Regions from separate parts of the Mus musculus genome. Here region 1 is linked to region 2. A link is a contact called in public HiChIP or PLAC-seq data. All regions are on one chromosome and are shown on one strand. The core of a region is the stretch at or near the end of the contact, and the rest is flanking DNA. Distances in the headings are between cores, read along the strand shown.

The links. HiChIP or PLAC-seq counts read pairs in DNA pulled down with a chosen protein or histone mark.
Region 1: a contact with region 2 is called in a FOXA1 HiChIP or PLAC-seq map of pancreatic cancer cells. The contact joins two enhancer-like sites. A contact is called at or near these places in 1 of 39 promoter capture datasets (stem cell-derived epiblast-like cells) and 1 of 115 datasets of contacts at active chromatin or transcription factors (pancreatic cancer cells).

The regions. Positions count from the first base shown.
Region 1 is chr16:33,775,867-33,780,655 of GRCm38.p6, forward strand. No RefSeq gene overlaps it. Among named protein-coding and RNA genes, the nearest start is that of Muc13, 16 kb to the right of the region's middle. Within about 2 kb of position 1,990, at least 63 of the 459 cell types and tissues checked have an H3K27ac peak or open chromatin away from gene starts, as enhancers often do. A contact at or near this core is called in pancreatic cancer cells, where this site is marked.
Region 2 is chr16:33,445,048-33,449,929 of GRCm38.p6, forward strand. All of the region lies in intron 4 of Zfp148 (zinc finger protein 148), which reads left to right. Among named protein-coding and RNA genes, the nearest start is that of Zfp148, 67 kb to the left of the region's middle. Within about 2 kb of position 2,019, at least 28 of the 459 cell types and tissues checked have an H3K27ac peak or open chromatin away from gene starts, as enhancers often do. A contact at or near this core is called in pancreatic cancer cells, where this site is marked.

The DNA.
Region 1 (4,789 bases), core at 740-3,239, 330 kb after region 2:
TTAATAATCTACTTGGGACTCAGTCTTTATTTAGCCTGCTGATAAGAAATCAGGAAACAAAGTCCTTGCTGTCTCTCTGTATGTTCATTCCCAGGGCTGGGTATCTTGTTCCTCACACTCTGATTGGTTGGTTCATATCTGGTCCTTTCCAATTCCTTTCTAGATCCCTCAGGACCTGGTGTGATCTTTGTAACCCTGTAACACACACCACCACCACCACCACCACCACCATCTCACACACACCCTTCCCACACACCTCATATGAGCAGCTCCCACCTCTCCAAGTATCAGAGAAGCCAGCTGGCCCAGAATTTGCAATCCTGCCAGGAGGAGGGCAGGGAGACTAAATAGGCAGAAACTATGGTGAGTCAGAGGGCAAACATAAAATTGATGAGAAGCTCTTAGTTGTTGTTCATTTCCAAAGCAAAATTTCTGCTCTATTTCAATGCTATCTCATTGTTAAAAAAAAAATCTTCTTTCTATTCTTTTGGTTGCATAGGTGCCAGTATTTTATGAGGTGGTGGTTCTGTCCTTGGGTTTTACATGATAGAGAAAGAGAACCAACTCTTACAAAGTGTCCTCTGGCCTCTGCTTTTGAGCCATGGCATGTGTACCTCTTCACAGACAAAAAAACCAAACCAAATAAATGTAATAAAAAGAAGCATATGTTACATATATAGATGCTACACAAATATTTGATAAATGAAGACATTGCGATGTTCATACCACGGGTAAAACCATTTCGATAGCTCTCAGCTTCTACGAACTGCCAGTCTTTTTCAATCACATTCCTGACACCCTCCTAAGCCATGAAACAAGTTCAGAGTCACATCAGAAAGAGAAGAACATACTAGCAGCGCAGCTCAGGCAGAGTGCTTGTCTAGGTCCAATCTCCAGTACCCAAAAAATAAATAAATAATTAAAAAGCTGCACCAATAATTCCTCACACAATAACATGACTGGAGGGTGACCTGGCAGCTCCTTGGACAGTGTGACAACAGACAAAGAAGACCATACTTCTCAGTCTCTGCAACGTCTTTACCCAACTGTCACCACACCCCTTTGTTCTCAAGAGCAACTGGGAAGTGGCTTGTGGTGGCTTACAGTAGCATTTGAGATGCCCCCGAATGAACGCACACTGTGGGCCTCTGCTTGCTAATATATCCTCGAGAATGGTATGGTGGTGAATGCTGGTATCTACAGGACTTGAGAAACTGAGGCAGGAAGAGCATGTACTCAAGTCCAGCCCAGGCTACATATGGAGATGTCTCAAAAGAAGACCAAAACAACCACAGATTATCCTCAGATATCCTTGGGAATATGTCAGCAGGTTGATATTTCCGGGTTTTATTTCTATTAATAGAAAATGTGTATGCCTCACAACAAGGTTCAGGGTCCAGGCCTTCCAGATCCTATATGCAATTTCCAGTATGAATAAAAGGATGTGGCAATCCAAAAGTAATAAAGCATGCTTGGAACCAAGTGACTCACGGAGGCTGAAGCTGGAAATGACATATTGTTTGGCCCCCACTCCTTTTTACTAATAAGGAAACAACATCAGAGAGGGTGACTTCCCGAGGCTAAAGAGCTTATTTGTAGAGGGAGTTTTAGAGAACTCAGAGTGTAAATATCCAGTTTATTATACTTTCCAGGGCATGTGTCATTTCTGAAGGAGTGTGTTAGAAGAGCATGACACTGCAGAGTTCATGTGAAAGGCGACAGATGAGACCGAACTCCACAGTAGAGGCAGAAGTCCTTGGCAATTCTTGAAAAAGTCTGGTTGGAGACTAGGCAGATGACTGGATGAAATAAAAATGGTGTGGCATGGCTTGACATGGCGTGGCATGATGTGGCATGGTGTGGCGTGGCGTGGGGTATAGAAAGCACAACCCTTGAAACCCTGGTTTGTTGTTGGCTTTGTCATCCTTCATGCTGTTACTTAAAGCCCCATGATCCGATGCCTGCCCACACAACTGACTTCCCAGAGTTGATTCACACGATAGACATCTTGATATTCACCCCAGTACTAGAAGATCACTCTGGGAGATCAGTCTGTGGTCTCACTTGGAAGCCAGTTGTTAGTTCATTCTAGAAGATACAGTGACCACTCTGTTACGTCTCCCTGATGCTTTTGAGCTGTGGTGAGCTCACATTAGAGCAGTGTTCTCAACCTTCCTAATGCTATGACACTCTAATACAGCTCCTCATACCGTGGTGACCCCCCAACCATAAAATTATTTTTGTTGCTACTTCATAACTGTAATTTTGCTGCTGTTATGAATTGTGATGTAAATTTCTCATATGCGGGATGTCTGATATGAGATTCCCCCTCCCCCCAAAGTGGTTGTGACCCACAGGTTGATTGCAGCAGGGGAAAAAAAAATGTGTCCAGAGCAAAGAGCTTTGTTCCAAACTTAACCATGATTATTATAGCAAAAATGGATCCTGAGGAGCTGTGGGCTTCGGGAACAGTGTCAACAATAAATTTTAACACAAGACAATGATTTTGAAAAGTTTTCTTTGAGCCTAGACAAGTTGATATTAAATAAACACAAGGCAAAATGGCACTTACATACAGATTTTATACTATGTAGAGGCATTTAATCAATTCATGTTTATGGTTCACAGTGATGTGAGCCAGCTTTCTAAATATCCCGTGCAGCCAGAAGTTAAACTGAAAAGCAAACACATTTGCATCTGTTGGATTTTTATTAAGCTACAGTTCCTACCACTGTTTTGGGGCCTCAATGAAAATGAGTAGTTTTTCCTCCCTCCCTCCCTCCCTCCCTCCCTCCCTCCCTCCCTCCCTCCCTTCCTTCCTTCCTTCCTTCATTCCTTTTTCTTTCAGAGATAGGGTTTCTCTGCGTAACAGAGCCCTAACTGTCCTGGAACTCAGAGATCCACCTGCCTCTGCCTCCCAAACACTGGCATCAAAAGCATGCACCACCATGCTTGGCCCTGATTTTCACTTCTGTGTTTCGAAGTGCATTTGTGTGCTCACCGGGAAATTACAAGGGCCCAGGAGGTTGCTCTGAGCATCAATTGCCTCAAGACAATATACTCTGAAATTAACATTTTTTTCTCTCTGCTCTCTCCTTTCCTTTCTTTCCTTTCTTCCTTTTTCCCTCTCCCTCCATCTTCTCCTCTCCCCCCTTCCTCTTCTCCCGTACCTTTACTGATATATGATTCTATCTCGGTCACAGGGGCACACCACACCACCACGACCAAGTCCATGTTCATTATTCCAACAAGAAGCCTGTGCTTCTGAGCCAGTGCCTCCTGCCCCAGCCCAGCAGCTGGCCCACCTTTCATCTCTACATCTGTGTCTGTTTGTACATTTATTACAAACAAAACCCTGCCATATGTACTGTGGGGTAACCACGGAAGACGACTTCTTAGATATGGGGTTTAAGCCAATAGAAAGTCTTTATAACCTGGCAGGTGACTACCCTGGGTGGTCAGGATCCCACTGTAGCCCTGAGCCTTTCTCAGGGTAAGCTTTGAAACACAAAAGCATGTTCTAGGTTGACATTTTTCGGTTAACAAGAACAGTTAACCAGACGTGCAACTACAGAAGCCAAAAAGCAAGGATAGTGCATGTGGACCTTTCCCAGAGCTATGGACTTTGATGGAATCGGTCTTTGTTTTCGTTTTGGCAGGCATTACTGTCTATGTGCCGAGTTTTACAGCCAGAATGGCACTTCCACCTCGGAGTCGGTTGTGCTAAGGTCTGGGACCCCATTACAATATCATAATTTTTGTCTGAGCTCTCTCCCCTCGCTGTTATTTTCAAGTTTATTAGCGTTGGGCTCTGCTTCCTTTCTGTGGCTATGATGAAACGATCTGACCAAACCAGGCATGATGGGTGGGCACACACCTTTAACCCTGGCATTTGAGGCAAAAACAAGCAGATCTCTTAAGTTTGAGGCCAGCCCCCTAAGAGTGAGTTCTGAGCCAGTTAATGCTGTACGATGAGACCTTATCTCAAACTAAACTAAACTAAAAACTAAACTAAACTAAACTAAAAACTAAACTAAACTAAACTAAAAACTAAACTAAACTAAACTAAACACACTCTGACCAAAAGTAACATAGGGGAAGAAATAGGTATTGGGTTTACATGTCTGAGTCACAGTCTGTCATTGAGGGCTGCTAAGGCAGGAACTCACGCTCTAAGTACTTGGGAGGCAGAGGCAGGTGGATTTCTGAGTTCAAGGCCAGCCTGGTCTATAGAGTGAGTTCCAGGACAACCAGGGTGATACAAAGAAACCCTGTCTCAAAAAAAAACAAAAACAAAAAAAAAGAAAGATAGATAGATAGATAGATAGATGATAGATAGATAGATAGATAGATAGGGAGGAAGGGAGGGAGGGAGGGAGGGAGGGAGAGAGAGAGAGAGAGAGAGAGAAAGAAAGAAAGAAAGAAAGAAAGAAAGAAAGAAAGAAAGAAAGAAAGAAAGAAAGAAAGAAAGAAAGAAAGAAAGAAAGAAAGATAGGGAGGGAGGGAGGAAGGAAGGAAGGAAGGAAGGAAGGAAGGAAGGAAGAAAGAAAGAAAGAAAGAAAGAAAGAAAGAAAGAAAGAAAGAAAGAAAGAAAGAAAGAAAGAAAGAAATTAATAATTATGGGGACTACTGGTTTCTGGCTCACTCCGCGCGCGGTTCATGTTTAACTTGCTTGCTTTAAAAGATTTTATTCTCAACTACACATATATGTATGTGGATATGAGCCTCCTATGTGTGGTCTGATGTGGATGTTGAGAATTGAACCCAGGTCCTCTGGAAGCAGCCAGTG
Region 2 (4,882 bases), core at 769-3,268:
CAATTTTGTAGCTTGGTAAGTGTCCTGCTCCACCAGAAGTCTGTGATTGGTTTGGCCAAGTTATAAAGATTGTTCCATATCCTTGGTATCTGGTCTTGTCATGTACTACATTTTCACTGTAACCATTTTAGTTGTATAATGTAATGAAGTGTGGTTTTAGCTTTCCTTTCACTGGTAACTAGTGAGGTTTGGTAACTTGTCCTGTTTAGCCACACTTCCTCTATGTACTGTTGTTTGAGTTGAGTTTTTGCAGGTGATATGAGAACCAAACCAAACCAAACCAAAACTTTTTTTTTCCCCCTGATTGCTGTTTAGTTTTGTAAACTAACCAAGAGATACCTTCTTTCGGTTTCCCATTGGTATCAGTCTGGGTATAGCAGTGTATAATGAATGTGTAGTAGAAGGTTTTTTTTTCTTCCTTCATGCCTTTGTCACTGTCTCTCTTCTCTTCCCTTCCATTCAGTGCCCCCCGACCCCCGGGTCCTCCCCTTCTCTTCTCTCTTACTTATTTATTCTGTCAGTATGTCCAGGGTATCATGTAGGTTGGCCTACTCACTGTGTAGCTGAGATGACCTTGAAGCCTTGCTTCTCTTGCCTCCACTTCCCAGGTATGAGGCCTGCAGTCATGGGTACCATTCCTCTGATAGCTTTGCTTTTAATAAGGACTTGTACTAGATATGACTTGATGCCGTCTTAGGATAATAAGGTAATACACACTGAGAAGATACTGAAGGTTCTAAACCATAAAGAACAAAAATGTCTGCAACTTCTGTACTCTAGAATAACCCCTCTTAATGCTTCTTTGGTAGCATTGTAGTATTTCTTTTGTTGTTATTTTCCAGTGTAGGTGTTTGTGTGTTTGGACAAAACATATGTGTATATTTGCATAATGTTTTCAAATATCTTTTCATATTTATTCCTATTTCCCACTTAACCTTTACCATGAATATTTCTCTTTTATGTTAATCGAATGTGATATTACCAATAACTGTAATCATAGTTTATTATTGAGTAATAGACTTTATAGTTTTATTATTATAAATAATACTGCAGTTTTGCATGGACATTGTTACGGTTTTTTATTTCTTTGGTATGGGTTTCTTTAGGCTTTGGAAATATAATTCTAAATTATAATTCACACACACACATAAAAAAAAAAAACCCCACAAAAGTACTTGTAGGCTAGAGAAGAAAAGTAAAAGTGAACCAGAAAGCAAAGTAAACACACACATGTATGTATGTATGTATGTATGTATGTATGTATGTATATAATAGGATGAGTCTGTGTGCCATGGCACAATTTTGTGCCATCAGTTCTCTCCTTTGTCTGTCTGTGGTTCTGCGATCAAGCTCAGTTGGCCGTGCTTGTGCAGCAGTGTTCACTGCTGAGATGCCTTGCCAGCCCTGGATACGGGCAAGATACTGAGAGGAAGGCAGAGACTCGGAAGGATGGTCTTTCCCTTTTATCTTAATGTACATAGGACTATTTTGCCTGCATTCGTGTCTGTGCACCACATGTGTGCCTTGCCTTGTACCTACCAAAGTCAGAGAGGGTTTCAGAAACCCCTCATTCCCCGGAGCTTGAGTTACAGTCAGTCCTGAACTGCTGGGTGGGTGCTGGGGGTTGAACCCCGGTTCTCTGGAAGAGCGAGCATGGGCCATCTCTCTAGCCCTGGAGGGAGGATTTTACATGAAAGATGAATGAGCTTTTAGCTGTGTTGAGCTTTAGAAAGCACGTTGTATAAGTGGGGCTTGTGTAGCAGTTAGTAACCCTCTGCATAGCTGAGAAGCCACTCTGCAGAGTGTGCTGGTGATTGATGACATGCACGGGTTACTTGGTGCCTTAGGATTTTCCAAGGATTCTTTTTGTAGTATTGACTGAAGTGCTGATGAGTAGCATCGTGAATTGTAGTGTGCTACCACCTGTTCCTTTTTTCCCTGTGTGCAGAGTGTGGAGAGCCAATCAATTAGTCATGGATGTTTACACAGCACAGGTGACTAACTGGGGCTAACTGGTGGCTGTGTCACTGAAGAAAATGACTCTTCCCTTCCCCAGCAACCAGTGACTACCTATAAATCCTCCTGTGTGAGGGAACACTGTGAGGCCCTGATGGTGCAGGCAGACACTGCTAGTGCGATTTTCTGAGTGCACTGGCGGTCTTGGTTTCAATCCTCGTTTTGAAACTGTACAGAATGGGGGTGAGAGGCCTCACTGAACTTACTGATGGCATGGGTATAAGAAATAATTCACAGAACATAGGAGTTCACTTTGTGTCCCTGGATATAGGGGACTTGGATTTAAATTTTTACACTCTTTTAATCAGTACAGTTTTTTGGGGGTTTTTGTTTTTGTTTTTGTTTGTTTGTTTGTTTTTTTTTTTTTTTTTTGAGACAGGGTTTCTCTGTGTAGCCCTGGCTGTCCTGGAACTCACTTTGTAGACCAGGCTGGCCTCGAACTCAGAAATCTGTCTGCCTCTGCCTCCTGAGTGCTGGAATTAAAGGCGTGCACCACCACGCCTGGCTTAATCAGTACACTTTTAAGCATTAAGTTTAATCTTTTGGGGGGCTTAGTTTTGTTTCCAATGAGGTTAAATTTTAATCTTACTGTATAAATACAGTTCTATAACAGTCTAGAGACTATGTATCCCCTACCCACCATTCCAATTCACAGTATCCTTAGTGCTCTGTTGTATCTGGTGCTCTGCATTTCTGGCAGTGCCACAGATGTGATCTTGTATTGCCCTCCTACAGGGTCACCCTACAGGGGACATATGTGGCCTGTAACTTCATTTAAGATGGTGTTTGCCAGGCTTCCCCCTTACAAAGGTAATTTTTTTGTTGTAATTGTTAAATGCCTTTGATGAGATTCTTGATTTATTATCTCAATATGAATATTTATTCCATAGAATTAAAATCCAGCACATAAAATAATCAAATTGCTTATTTGCTTACTCATTGTTCCAGTTTGGGTCTTTAGGAACTCTTTCATTTGGTTCCTTTTGACATACTTCTGATCCCTCCTTAAGAACTTGAATTTCTGGCACTACAGTTTTTAGCTTTCACCACACGCTGGTTTTTCCTGTCCTGAATGTGGAATCAGCTAAGTAGTTATTGGTCTATTGTATATTGATTAATGGAAAGTAATTTCTGCGTGCTGGATGTAGTGAGTTCCAATCCTTCTTGGGGTCCCAACCAGTGGAACTAGGAAGTGCAGGTATGTCTGCTCACCCACTTGTGTGCACAGCCTTTACACATGTGCCTTTATCTTGATGGTGACAAGTATTTCTACAAAAAGAGATTGGATGAAGGAAAAGGAAGAGAAGACTGAGGTTTGTCTAAATCAATTCTCATTCTGTTGTTGAAACTCTTCACAGTCTTAAAAAAAATGAAGACTTGCAAGAGCTTTTGCTGTTGATTGCATTATTATTTTTCAGAAAAAATTAAAGTATAGTAACTTAAAGTTTCATCTTAATGTATGACAAAAGTATTTTAAGTAGTAACATGTTTATAAAAAAACTTTTAAAAATGTTTAGGTGTATTTTATGCTTTTGAGGTTTTCTTACATGTATGTATGCCTTTGTATTGTGTGTGCACCCAGTCCCCATGGAGGTCAGAGAGTTGGAACTGGACTTACAGTCAGTTGCAGCCACTGTGTGAATGTTGGAGTCAAACTAATCAGCAGGTCCTCTGCAAGGGCGGAATGAGCTTCCCGCCACCGAACCATTTTTCAGTTCCAACCTTTTGTTGTCATTTTGGTTTTGGTTTGGTTTTTTGAGACAGGTTTTTCTATATAGCCTTGGTTGGCTTAGAACTTGTTCTGTAGACTAGGCTGTCTTTGAACTCAAAGAGATCCACCTGCCCCTGCTTCCCAAGTTCTGGAATCAAAGACACCACCATGCCTAGCCTTGTTTTGTTTTAAAGATCTATTATTTTTATTTATATGTGTATGTGTGCATATAGGTGCCCCGGGAGGCCAGAGAACATCTGATCCTCGAACTGCAGGTGGTTGTGGGCCACCTGACCTAGGTGCTGGGCACCAATCTCAGGTCCTTTTCAAGAGAAGTAAGCTCTTAATATTTTTTTCCTCTTTGAAACAGGGTTTCTCTGGTTTCTAGGATAGGTTTCTAGGACAGCTTTGGCTAGCCTCGAACTCAGAGTTCGATGCTACTGCCCATCAGGGAGTAAGTACTCTTAATTTCTCTATGCCCTGAAAAATAACTTTCATAAAACACAAAAGTTAATGAGAAGTGAGTTGTACATTTTTATAGCTCTCTTCATTGTCTAGATCAGTAGACAATGTTTAGATTCTCATACTTACTATTACATCCAGTCTCTGATAATATCACTTGTTAAGCAACTATAAGTTGTTGTGACAGCTGTTTGATCAAGAAACATCACATGGAGAGGGTGTCAGGGCCCTTCAGGGGACTCCCACACTGGGGAGTCATTGATGTAACACATACCGGAAGTTTATTATTGAACCAGTTCAAAGCAGTTGCCACTAGGCAAAGGAGAGAACTTAAGTTGGTGTGATGTCATGAAAGTTAGAAGAGTGGAATTCCAACAAGAAAGAATCAGCATTACTTCGTTAGGATAATTTGACACACCCAGTTTATTCATTTTATCTGTGGTTAACTATAAAATGTTGATATTGCAACATCATTAAATTAATAACTATACTTGGGAAGTAGGCTAGAATATGAGCTGGGGATTCCTCAGCCTCCTCACATCATAATGGCTGTTCACATCTTCACCTGACAGAGACAGTTCCTTGTGAGAGTTTGCATGTGGTCATGGGTCAGGAAGTGAGAGGGTGCAGCTCATAATCCACAGACACCTGTCCATCGGCTTCTCCTCCCACTGCTGCTGTAGCTTGGGAGCT